Regions from separate parts of the Callithrix jacchus genome. Here region 2 is linked to region 1. The links are chromatin contacts, called in public Hi-C maps. All regions are on one chromosome and are shown on one strand. The core of a region is the stretch at or near the end of the contact, and the rest is flanking DNA. Distances in the headings are between cores, read along the strand shown.

Region 1 (6,194 bases), core at 2,569-5,068:
TACTGTCTGTGGACACACTCCCTCCTCCTCAGCGCCTCAGCTCACACCTGAGTGTCTCTGTGCATGCCTCCAGGGAGCTTCCTGCAGTACCTTGGGCATTTTGAAATGTATGTCTTTACAACAAGACATACTTCTTAAAGCTCTTTACAAATGGGTCTGGGCGGGGAGCTAGTTTTCATTTCCAGTTATTTTAAATTTAGTCTTATTTCATACTTTGGCATTCTTTTAATTATTGTGTTTTAATTAAAATAATTATTCTTGGTAATTATTCTTGGTTGGTTAAAATGTCCTTTTATTAATTTGAGTAAAGATGATATCTAAAGCTAGCATCTAGTATTAAGTTATGCCTAGATGGACTTCTGTTCATTTATTGTCTCACTAGTGGTTGTTCTTTACTAGTGAAATAAGTTAACGAATGCCTGTCTGTCACATGTGGGGCCTTTATTTTGTGTTTGGCAGGTACCTTCTTTGATAATTATTAAAAGAGCTTAGTGGCTCTGAGAGAATTCAGTAATCTGCCTGACCCCTATGCCTTCTCAACAAAGGAGATTATCTTTTAGTTTATAGAAAGGTCACTCAGGTAAAACTGAAATCTCCTTCAAGGCAAGATAAATATCTTTATCTTTACCTGTATCTCTGACCAGCCATTATTTTTTTTCCAATACTAATAGTTTGCTATCTCACAAGTCTTTTGTGTGAGCTGCTTATGGATGGAAACTTAAACACTATCACTTCAGCTCAATATGTGTTTACTGACATACTTTCCTATGTGTATGTACTGTGCTGGGAACTGAGTGAGCCCCAGGTATATGCTGGAGCCAGGGAAGGTAAAAAGAGAGTTTAATTATTGTGTTCTCTAGCTAGCTATTAATTACTTATAGCTAATTTCATAAGAAACTCTTGGAGGAAACTAAAGGGTAGTTGTAGGTTCTACCTGGATTTGACAGGATTCTATGTGTATGCTGGATATGAGGACAGCTTGGTGAATATTGCCTATTAATTGTGCTTGTGGGCAGATCATCATCAGGTCAGGAGTTTGAGACCAGCCTGGCCAACATGGTTAAACCCCATCTATACTAAAAATACAAAAAATTAGCCGGGCATGGTGGCAGGCACCTGTAATCCCAGCTACTCGGGAGTCTGAGGCAGGAGAATGGCTTGAACCTGGGAGAGGGAGGTTGCAGTGAGCCAAGATGGCACCACTGCACTCCATCCTGGGCAACAGAGTGGAGAGTCTGTCTCAGAAAAAAAAGAAGAAGAAAAAAAAAAGGTGAGAGAAATATTGTTGTGCTTTAATAAAGCTTTTTAAATTAAAATGTGAGTTGACACCCCAGCCAGAATACCAAGGGTGATGGTGTCACACTCCTGAAAATGATTTTATTATGTATATTTTATTTATATACAGCTTTTAAGAGAATAACTTGTATAAAATAAGACACTTAATTTTATCTTATTACTTATAAGTAATACTAAGTAATAATACTTACAAGTAGCTTAATTTAGTTATTTTATACAAATTAATTATTAATGGTAATTCCGCATGCAGGCTTGAAGTTTCATGGCCTCTATTGTTTCTCTCCAGTGATACCTTTGCTCCATTGAACCTTAGATGGCTTAGAATCTGGGATGAATATTAAAGATTGAGAAGTGAATGATAGTTCTGTTGGCAATCTTAACTCCTTGATAGGTAGGTCCAGGCTCATATCCATACCTTAGAAAGGGTAGCAGGGAAATATTAGCTCAGCTTCCTCCCTGAGGAGTGCCAGTATTTCCTGGAAAAGATCTGAAGAAGATCCCACTGAGGAGCCTGAGAGACTGCAGGTTAGGAGACAGGAAGGCAGGAAGAAGGCCTTTTCCAAGGAACCAGTGGTCCGCAGTAGCAATGCTGCTGGCTGAGGGCTACAGAGGACAGGTTAGTAAAATAAGTGCTGGGAGCAGGATATACTTCATTAAGGGATGAAGGGGAGGTGCGAAAGCATAGGCAACTCTGGAGAAACCTGGAGGAGGAGGGAGATGGGAGAGAAGTAGAAGCCAGAGTGTTTGTAAAGATGAAGCATTTTGGAGTTTGGTGGTTTTTTGTTTTAAGGTGAAAGGGGGGGGAGTTTTACAAGCTGAAGAGATGGCACAGAGAGGAAAAAGTTTTATTTGTGGTTAAAGTGTAGTGAGCATGGTTTTTTGAAATGTTGTCATTTCTCAAGGAGAAGGCAGTTTGGAGGGGGTTGATTGATGGTTAATAGGAAGCCAGTCTGTAATGAAAAGCTTGCTATGCTTTTGAAATAGGAAATTTGTAGATAGGAATGTTTGTGTTCTCTTTGTTTAAATTATTGTAGCTTGTGATACAGCAAAACATTCAACAAATTTTGAAAAGAATTGGCTATATGCGGACACTAGGAAGATGGCAGTGATGAAACAGACAAAACTCCCTGCTTTCAGAGAGATAACATTTTAACGAAAACATGTTTATAAGTGTGCTCAGAACCCATTTCATGGTTTCTGCTTGGTTTGTGGACTCGACTACAAGGTTGATGTGAGCAGTTCCTCTAAGAGACCATCCCTGTCGCAAGTCGTTCTGAGAATTGTTTTCTGTCCGACCCTCTGAGTGGCTCTTGTGTTCATCTACCCACTTCCTAATTGTCGCTTTTAAATGCCTCAGAAATACTCTCTCTCTCCATATTTCAACTTGGTCAGCATGTGTACCTGACTAGCAGCCAGTCAGATTTTGGTGTTGATGACATAGGTGTGGCAGTGCACTGGGGGAGGTAATTGAAAAGTACTGTTTTGGTAATAATGAAATGTCAAAGTTTTAAAGTGATTAGTTTTTAGAAAAATTAATTTCAGACCTATTTAGAAATACCCATTTTAGATGTTACTTATTCTCTTGCATACTGATAGCCTTTCTTGGATGGAAAGTGGTAGGTACGTGATTAATACTTTGGCATTTTTGCAGTTTATCTTGCTTCTGCTTTGGATTGGGGGTGACCTGTTATTTATATATGGCTAGTTGTTGTGGCACTCCCTAAACAGTTTACTGAAGTTTTGTCTTGTGTATGTGACTGTCATATTATGATGGCAGAGTTGCTGAGAACAGCTGCTTCAGCCTATTGTCAAACATTTTGGCCCCATCCACCCAGCACACTTCTTTTAGAGGACTGAAGGAAAGGGACCCAGGAGTGTCCGTGCAGACTGTCATCCTAGTAATGCTTACTTGGAACAGTGAACAAAATTGATTCATGTCTCAAGTCTTTTGATTTACCTTAATCCATTTGAATTTTGTATTTTAGCCACCTTTATATCTTTAACATAAAACCATCATGGGGCACCCCTCTCACAAATGTTGGAATAAAATTGTCACACTAGAAAATAGATGCCCCATTTTTCTTGCTTATGCTCTGATTTCACATGTATCCTGCCAGCAGTATTCCCCCACCAAGCTAGGAGAATCTGTGTGTGAGGAATCTGGATACAGAGTTCCAGCACTGCCCCTGAGACATGCCTATTCACTGACCCCCCTCAGCCAGTTCCCTTTCTTCCTCTCAGGTTGCTTCCCTGTAGGATGCCCCTTCTGGCTTCTGAGTCTCCCCTCCCAGCCACAAAATCTTTGAATCTCTAAGGGTTTTTTTTCAAGGCATTTTATTGCTCCTAAACACAGGAAAAATCAACAGCCATTAACGAAATTATAGACGTGGGTAAGTTCCTAAGTTATGTTTTCACTGAAATATGTATGAATCTAGACTCATGGTTCTTAGCTTCTTTACTGACCATCTCTTAGTCTTTTCCTGGGGTTGAAAGCTGTCATTTTTCCCAAGAGTGGTGTGGAAGCTATTCTCTCTTTCTGCAGTGCCCCAGGACTAACAGTAGATACTTGGCATACACAAAGGCCTCAGTGAAGCTTACTTACATCTTGGAGATCTTTCTGGTGTAGATCTAGGCTCATATTGAAAAGGCATTGCTTCCTCACAGCCTTCTGTGTACAATACTGGGCATTTGGGAGTCAGTACGGCTGGATGAAAGATGAGTAAGACAAAGGCCTTGTTCTCAAGTAAAAGTCCAAGGGGAAAAAGATCAGTCCATTCTTTTATTCGGTACATATGTATTGACTACCACCCTTGTGCCAAGCTTTCTGCTAGGGCAGCAGACATAAACTTGAAACCCATTTCCGTCCTCAAGGATCTCACAGTCAAGAGTGGGAAACAGATAAGAGGCTATTATAGCAGTGCTCTTTGCTGAGCAAGGACTGAGGAAGACTTCTTCACACCGAGTTTTAGGGGACGTGGCCAGTGGGGGAAGGTGAAGGCAGCACCTGGGATGGTTTCTCCAAGGGAGGTAACCCTAGAGCTTCAGTAATGAGGTGGACCCTACAGAGTACTGACACCAAGAAATACGCCTAAGGAAAATTAGATAAATCGGAGGTTTTATTTTTATTTTTTGGTTCTTCTGTAGGCTAGGCATCGCATTTCAGCTTGGTCAGCGTGTGCACCTGACTAGAAGCCAGTCAAATTTTGGTGTTTGGTTTTATTCGGTACATATTTATTGACTCACATTTTATATAGAACATAAAATAGCAAACTCACATTTTATTAGCTGTTAGTCTTGTTTTCATTTTTCAGTTTAAAAGTTTTCAGGTTGATGACTTTAGTCCAGTATCAGTCAGAGTGATAAAAAATTGAGTCAAAGCTGCTTTTAAAAAGAATATACATATGCATGCTTATGAAAAAGAGCTACTGTCTTGTTTTAAAATGGAGTAATACAGTTCCTGTATTACAAGTACAGTTCTTTGCCCCATTTCCATTCAAATTGTCTTTTATCTCTGAAATCATTAAAATTAGACAACAGTTATGATGAATGTCTTTTAAAGCATATACTAAGAAAAGTCATAAGTCAAAACCTGCCAGTTTAAAATAAATGCAATTATTTGGTTCTGTGAAATTGTAGCTTTTGCTATAGTGAAAAGAAATTGGCATATTTATGAACAACTTCAGGATCTCATTGAAATGAGGAAGACATTATTTAGGAAGACATTAATGATTCAGACTATATTTAGGACAGGATGTTGGAGTTAATGTGCCTTCTCTTTCAACTGATTAGTGGGCAGATGACATCTTTGATATTAATAGTTGCCTGAGTTAACATTTTTAAGGAAAGAGTGCCACCTACTGAATGAAGAGGTTTTGTTTTCTCCCATTCAATTCCAAGAATCTTTTTTCACTTTGATTTCTTAGTAGGTGGCGTTTGCTTGGCAGTAAACCCATCTTCCAGTGGATTGACTAGGGTAGCTAGGATTCTTGGAGGGAGTTTATGCCCCCAAAACCAGGTGTAGAAACACTACCTAAGGCAGGTGTAGAAACACAACCTAAGCATAAACATGATTCAGCACTTGGCAAGTCTCAAACCTTCCCATCATGTTAATGTACTCACTGGGCCAAAAGTTTTTTTTTTGTTTTTCATTTTGTTTTGAGCTTGGAGCAAATGGCTGGGAGGAAATGAACTATTCCAAAAAATAATTGAAGTTGATTGAGGAGCATATGACATTAGTCGAGATCTTCTGGGGAGACTTCATTTTCCTAGGGGATAATATTAGTACAGAAATTGCTTGATCACAACTTGGCCATAGGTCAGTGGAGGGATTCCTGAGGTCAATTTGCAAATCCAAAGGCCTTCTTCAGAGTAATCCATTTGGTTCTCTTTTGGTAGTTCCCAACAATAACATACTATCTCATCAGTGAAAGGTTGAGAACATGAACAGCAGCAAACACACCAGTATCAGAATTAAAGGACATCATTTGAGAATTTCATTATAGTCATAATTTTTTCTATATTGGCACATGTTTGATGTTGTGGCTTTATTTACTACGAGATGTCAGTCATCTCCAGCTTTTAACACTTATAGATTGGATTATGCAAGTAATGAGTGAAATTTGAAGGAGGTGGACTATATGCTAAATTGATTTATTCTTGCTTATATGTAGCAATTAATTTTATAATCCCTGAGGGATGATATATTAAGACCCTGAAGTGAAAAAATATAGTATCAGGTATCAGCATTCATTCCACATGAAATATTTTATGCTTTCTAAGCCAAATAGGTCAAGTTTGTGTCCTGAACACTGGATGTAACTAACCAATGGTTAGTTGCCTTCTTTTTCCCAGTTAAAAGGATAGCAGGTCCTTCAATAACATTATTTAATTCAACATTT
Region 2 (6,194 bases), core at 1,582-4,081, 570 kb before region 1:
GAAGGGCTCATCCAGCCCATGCTGATTTCCTCACTTTGAACTGCCTTTGTGCTTATGAGGCATTATAGATCGCTGGATATTTAAAGGCATGGTCTTTGGTGTCAGACAGCCTGGAACCAAATGATTTAAGGATAAGGTTGGTTTCCTTATCCCTAAAGTGGCAATAATAATAGTACTTACTTAATAAAGTTGTCTTGAGGATTCAACAATATAATTTATATAAAGCATTTAGCAGTGTTTGGAACAGAGTAAACACTCAGCACTCAGTGCACTGTTACTATTACTATCATGATCAGTATTATCAGTAAAGAGGTGACTTGATACTTCTTTGTTGCTTGTATTGGACTGGGCCGTATCTTCCTAGGTAGATAGTCAGCTTCTTATATTCAGAGACTTTGTCTTATGTTTCCTTGCAACCCTTGCATTGCCATATATTCTCCCAGAACATGATAGGTACATCACAACTTTTTATTGCTTGATCAGTTTTGTCTAGTATTAAGAAATTAAACCGATCTTCAAGTTAATTTTTAGCAAAGCCACATAGACACTGATTAAGGGTGCCATTGCCATGTGCCAAGAATCTCCACAAAGCTTTCTGATTAAAGACAGTGGCCCATTCAGAATTCATAGAGTAGCCCATCTGACTGTAATATACATTTTATTTAATTTTTTGAGACAGGGTCTCACTGTCACCCAGGCTGGAGAGCAGTGGTGTGATCTCGGCTAACTGCAGCCTTGACCTCCTGGGCTCAAGTGACCCTTGCACCTCAGCCTCCCACGTGGTTAGGACTACAGGCATGTGCCACCACACCCATCACACCTGGCTAATTTGTATGATTTTTTTTTTTTCAGAGACAGAGTTTTGCCATGTTGTCCAGGCTGATCTCAAACTCCTGAGCTCAAGTGATTTGCCTGCCTTGGCCTTCCAAAGTGCTGGGGTTACAGGCGTGGGCCACTGTGCTCGGCTATAATACACATTTTATTAAAACGAAGAGTTTTTTCCTATACAATTTACTCATTGTCTATAAGATTGGGAAAAAAACACAAACAAAAAAGGAGAAAAATATGACAAGTGACAAAATAATTTTAGTGATGACTAGGACATTTGTAAAGTTTATCAGCCAAGAAAATGTAATGAGCTGAGTTGGTCCTTGGTCTCCCAAATAGCACCTCTCAGTGGCTCTGAAGAGCTGCAATGTCAAGGCATAATGGCTCCCATCCGGGGTTCTGCTTCTTTTCTCCTTCAGTTTTCACAGTTCTTAAAAGAAGCACTAACCTGCTTTCTTTCTCCCTGACAGGGGTAGATGTGATTGCAAAGCTCTTCTCAGCCCCAGGTAAAGATTATTGTTACCTGTGGTCCTGAGAGACCTGGCTCTATTTCTTAAGCCTTTTGTATGTGTGCTGGGAAACCCTAGGGTTAAATGTCACTTCCCTAGAGAGCTGGGGGATCTTTCACCACCACAAAGTGGCCTAATCTCATGCTCTGTCTGAGGGTTACTCTGGAGTCCCTCTGCTGGCCATGAGAAACAAGAGCAGAAATCAGTTCTTTAGAATAAGAAGCCCAGAATTTCATATTTGAAAGTGATACATAGTGAGGCAAGACTCTTCTTGCTCAGCAAATGGAAGTCACACTCAGGTTATGATCTAACACGATGAGAGTAGATGCAAAATCAAAATTAATGTAATACAGGGTGATGGAAAAAATAACTCCTTTGAGGAATACCTGCAATGTACAACCATTGTTTTGTTTTTAGAACAAGGCCGGAAATCAGTGGAGCAAACCCACTGGAAGGCAGGTTCCTTCCCCATAAATACACTGCCTTTCCCCCAGCTTGCTTTGGTTTGGCCTAATTCATGAGTCAGATTGCCAAGGTATCATACAAATAGAGAGACACCATACAGATACCAAAGTGAACTGATGGAATCAGACACTTGAGTGTGCGCAATTGATGCAGCCCTCTGATTACGGATTGGGCTTTGTGGTCCATTGGCTCTAGTGTTCATTACTACCCAGGCTCCCTCCAGAGACGTGGGGCATGTTTTGTTGCTGTGGCTGGTGCTCTTGCTCAACAAAGGGACCACAAGAGAGCATGCGCTTCAGATGATGACACAGAATAGGTGGCGAAGGACTTCTTATACAAAAAGAAGCAGCTCCTGGCATTTGCCACCAAAAGGATGAGATAGAGAAGTGAAAATTAACCACATATGCAACAACCCCATATCTTCTCTTGACTCGTTTTCTGATCAAACGAAAATGAAAATAAAATCCATGCATTATACAATGACTTAGAAATATCTACCATCCCAGAGGAGAAGTAAATAAAGAGCAAAACGGTTTCAAAGGAGATGGGTGAGAAATGGATGGCACTTGGTAGAATGTCCTGACAATATAGCAAAGGAGAAACTGGTCACCTGTGGTTAGGAAAGGGCAGCATCCTGAGGGGCCTTGGCCATCTCCGAGATGCAATGCATCACAGCAGCCAGTGGGGGTCAGAGGTGCTCCATGGCTTAGAGCAACTTTAACCTTCAGCCGGCAAATCCTGCTCCCGGGAGACCAGCTGGACCTCCTTTAAATCTGACACTTCCCTCCAGGCAGAGCAGAACTGTGGAAACACGGGAGGTGGTTGACCTCTACGCTTTACTGCAAGCTCGGTTTTGACTTCAAGATAGTTTGCTGATTTTTTCTTTCACTTGTTTTCTTCCCATTTCTCTTGCTCCCGGCAAGAATCTCTCAGCCGATCATGGATACAGGACAGTCGTCTGAGTTAAGCTTGCGAACACTCGAAATCAAGGGCTATAGCCGATTTCCTGAACCCTTATCTCACGAGTGTGCAGAACTTTGTGTTAGATCACTGGCAGTTTGGAGTCAGTGCTTAAGTGGGTGGGTCTGCTTGGTGTATAGGTACACGTGGGCATCCAGACTGGAGGTGGCTCACACAAGCTCATGAGAGCCAGTTGTGCAATCTCTTCCTAGCCCCTAGTTAAGTGATGTCATGTTGGCAGCTTGATGCTGGCCACGGTGGGAGTATTTATGCTACAAAAATGGGCACTGGCAAATCAGAACTATGCCCCTTCCTGCAGCATCCCAGAAAGCTGACTGTTAAACACTGTGAGTACACCATGACCCCAGGACAGGTTTAAGAGTAATCTGCTGGTCAGGCCTGGTGGCTCATGCCTATAATCCCAACAGTTTGGGAGGCTGAGGTGGGAGGATCACTTGAGCCCAGGAATTTGAGACCAGTCTGGGCAACATAGTGGGACTGGGCTCTATACAAAATGAAAAAATTTAGCTGGGTGTGGTGGCACACACCAGCTACCTGGGAGGCTGAGGCAGGAAGATCACTTAAGCCCTTGAGGTTGCAGTGAGCCATGATTGTGCCACTGCACTCCAGCCTGAGTGACAGAGCAAGACCTTAACTCAAAAAGAAGAAGAAAAAAAAGAAAAACAAAACGAAATTACTTGGCACCATGTATATTCATGCTCAGGCCACAATACATCTAGTGAAATGAAAAAGGAACAGTGTCTGATTAGCTGAGAGGATCTTCCAGTATGAACTATTCCAGAAACTATAGTCAACAATCCTGTAAAGATACCTTTCCTATTAAGGGCAAGCAAGAAATTAAATACAATTTTTGTTTGTAATTTTTAACAGTTGAATTGCAATGCTAAGTGGCCCACGAAGCCATGCACCCTCTTTTTCCTTTCAATTTTGATCTTAGGAAAAATGTGAGCTTTCTTAAAGAGTTTATAACATCAGATTTATCATTTTTATGAAGCAAAACTCCAGAATAAAAACAGTGGCCACCAGGAATTGTTGAACAATATGTGTTTGCTCATGTCCTGTACATGTACAACTCATGGATTTAAAAGCATAAAGTTAGCTTTCCTTAGAGGAAACACTGTCACTTCCATAGACTACCTTTCAGTCTGGCCAGTCTATCAAAATTACTGGAAGACACACATGCTCAAGGAGTTTGCTGTATTATAACATTTGCAGCACTTTCTGCAAGGGAAATAGGTTCAAGTCATTAGATCACAGTATATATTTTTATCATTAATGAAATGTTTTCAAATAGATTATTGGCTCCATGGGGTTTCTGGCCATGCAAGGAAGATGGCTAAATGGGGGTGGCAGCTCTCTGTGCTTGAGAGATGCAGTAAAAGCTTTAGGCAGGAGGGCTGAGAAAGTAAGTCATTATAATGAGGCGGTGGGAGCCAGGTTTCTCACTGTGAGAAAAGAAAGTAATAAATACAGAAAAGGAGAAAGCTAGAATGAACCCTGTGGTCTACGGGATTACAATGACAAGTTTTGGTGTAATTTTAGAGTTTGCACTATGTGGGGTTAGATAAATAAAACATTGGATAGGTTCAATCCAAGATGGCCCTTTAGGAGCAGCTCAGGATTGCAGCTCCCAGAGAAAGCGCAGAGGGTGAGTGGACGCTGCATTTCCAGATGGATCTTTATTACCCACAGACCAGGAGATTCCCAGGTGGAGGAGCCCTACAGGTCACCAGCGTGGCTGTTTTGGCTAGTGCAGCTGTTTCAGCTGGCGCAGCTGTTTGCTGGCACTGCAATGTGGCGACTCTCCGTACAAAATACACTGGTCTGGTTGCCCTTTTAAGCTGGCAATTGGTGGTCTGGGAAGGCAGATTCACCCATTCACCTGATTAAACGGGTCTGAAACAGGGAGACAGGCCAGGAGATTCCCAGGCAGCGCCGTTGTTTCAGCCAGCGCAGTGGGTCACCGCAGGGGATATCACACAGATCCCGGCACCCTTTCAGCAGGCGACTGGAACACCTGGGAGAGAGTCAACCATTCAACTTAAAAAAAAAAAAAAGAAGGCTCTGAGGCAGGGAGCCAGGTGATCAAGCTCGGCAGGTCCCACCCCCACAAAAACAAACAAAACAGCAATTGGAAACACTCAGGGTTGAGAGTTTCAGGGCAAGCACAGCTGAACCCAGGATGGTGCAGCTCAGTGGGGGAGGGGCGTCCACCATTACGGAGGCACTCCACCCCTACGGAGGTAGTCCGCCATTGCCGAGGCAGCCTGCCATTGCCAAGGCAATCCGCCGTAACAGAGAGAGTCTGCCATTACAGAGGTGGGCCAGCATTGCCGAGGCAGTTCTAACTACACCCATATAAACAGGAGTGCAGGGAAGCTCACATGACAGCAGGGTGGAACCCAGCAGCAGGGCGGAACCCACAACAGCTCAGCAAAGTCTCTGCAGGCAGACAGAGACTAGATTGCCTCCTTGCTGGGCAGGGCAGCCCCCCCCCCCAAAAAAAAGGCAGCCGCACAGCGGATAATTATAAATAAAGCCCTAACTCCCCAGGACAGAGCACCTGGGGAGAAAAAGGTGGTTTATGAGTTCTGCTGCAGGTGCTACCTGCCTAGCAGCTCTTAATGAAAAACTGAGCTCACAGCTCAACACTTGAGCTCCTATAAAGAACAGACTGTCTCCTCAAGCAGCTCTCTGACCCCCATATATCCAAAGAGTCACCTCACAAAAGACTGATCAGACTGACATTTGGTGAGCATCATTCTAAGATAAAGATAGCAGAAGAAGAAACTGGTAGCAACCCTTACTGTTCTGCAGCTACTGCAGGTGATCCCCAGGCAAGCAGGGCCTGGAGTGGACCTCAGCAGTCCTACAGCAGAGGGGCCAGACTGTTAGAAGAAAATCTAAGAAACAGAAATAACTTCATCATCAACAACATGGATGTCCACTCAGAGAACCAATCTGAAAATCGCCCACTACACAGACGACAGGTGGATAAATCCACAAAGATGGGAAGAAACCAGTGCAAAAAGGAGGAAAACACCCAAAACCAGAATACCTCTCCTCCTACAAGGGATCACAACTCCTCACCAGCAAGGGAACAAAGCTGGATGGAGAATGAGTGTGATGAAATGACAGAATCAGAATTCAGAAGGTAGGTAATGAGAAACTTCTGTGAGCTAAAAGAACATGTTCTAACTCAATGCAAAGAAACTAAGAACCTTGAAAAAAGATTTGAGGAAATGATAACAAGAATGGACAACTTAGGAATATGAGTGAATTGATGGAGTTGAAAAACACAACACGAAAACTTTGCGAAACATGCACAAGTTTCAACAGCCGAATTGACCAAGCAGAAGAAAGGATATCAGAGGTCAAAGATCAACTCAATGAAATAAAATGAGAATGAAA

The links. Hi-C and Micro-C count contacts between places; a contact is called where the count stands out from the background.
Region 2: a contact with region 1 is called in a Hi-C map of induced pluripotent stem cells, with 7 times the contacts expected there. The contact joins two enhancer-like sites. A contact is called at or near these places in 3 of 3 Hi-C or Micro-C datasets (induced pluripotent stem cells and skeletal muscle).

The regions. Positions count from the first base shown.
Region 1 is chr2:153,039,350-153,045,543 of calJac240_pri, reverse strand. All of the region lies in intron 1 of MAP3K1 (mitogen-activated protein kinase kinase kinase 1), which reads left to right. Among named protein-coding and RNA genes, the nearest start is that of MAP3K1, 23 kb to the left of the region's middle. Within about 2 kb of position 3,818, at least 3 of the 16 cell types and tissues checked have an H3K27ac peak or open chromatin away from gene starts, as enhancers often do.
Region 2 is chr2:153,610,473-153,616,666 of calJac240_pri, reverse strand. No RefSeq gene overlaps it. Among named protein-coding and RNA genes, the nearest start is that of ANKRD55, 36 kb to the left of the region's middle. Within about 2 kb of position 2,831, at least 3 of the 16 cell types and tissues checked have an H3K27ac peak or open chromatin away from gene starts, as enhancers often do.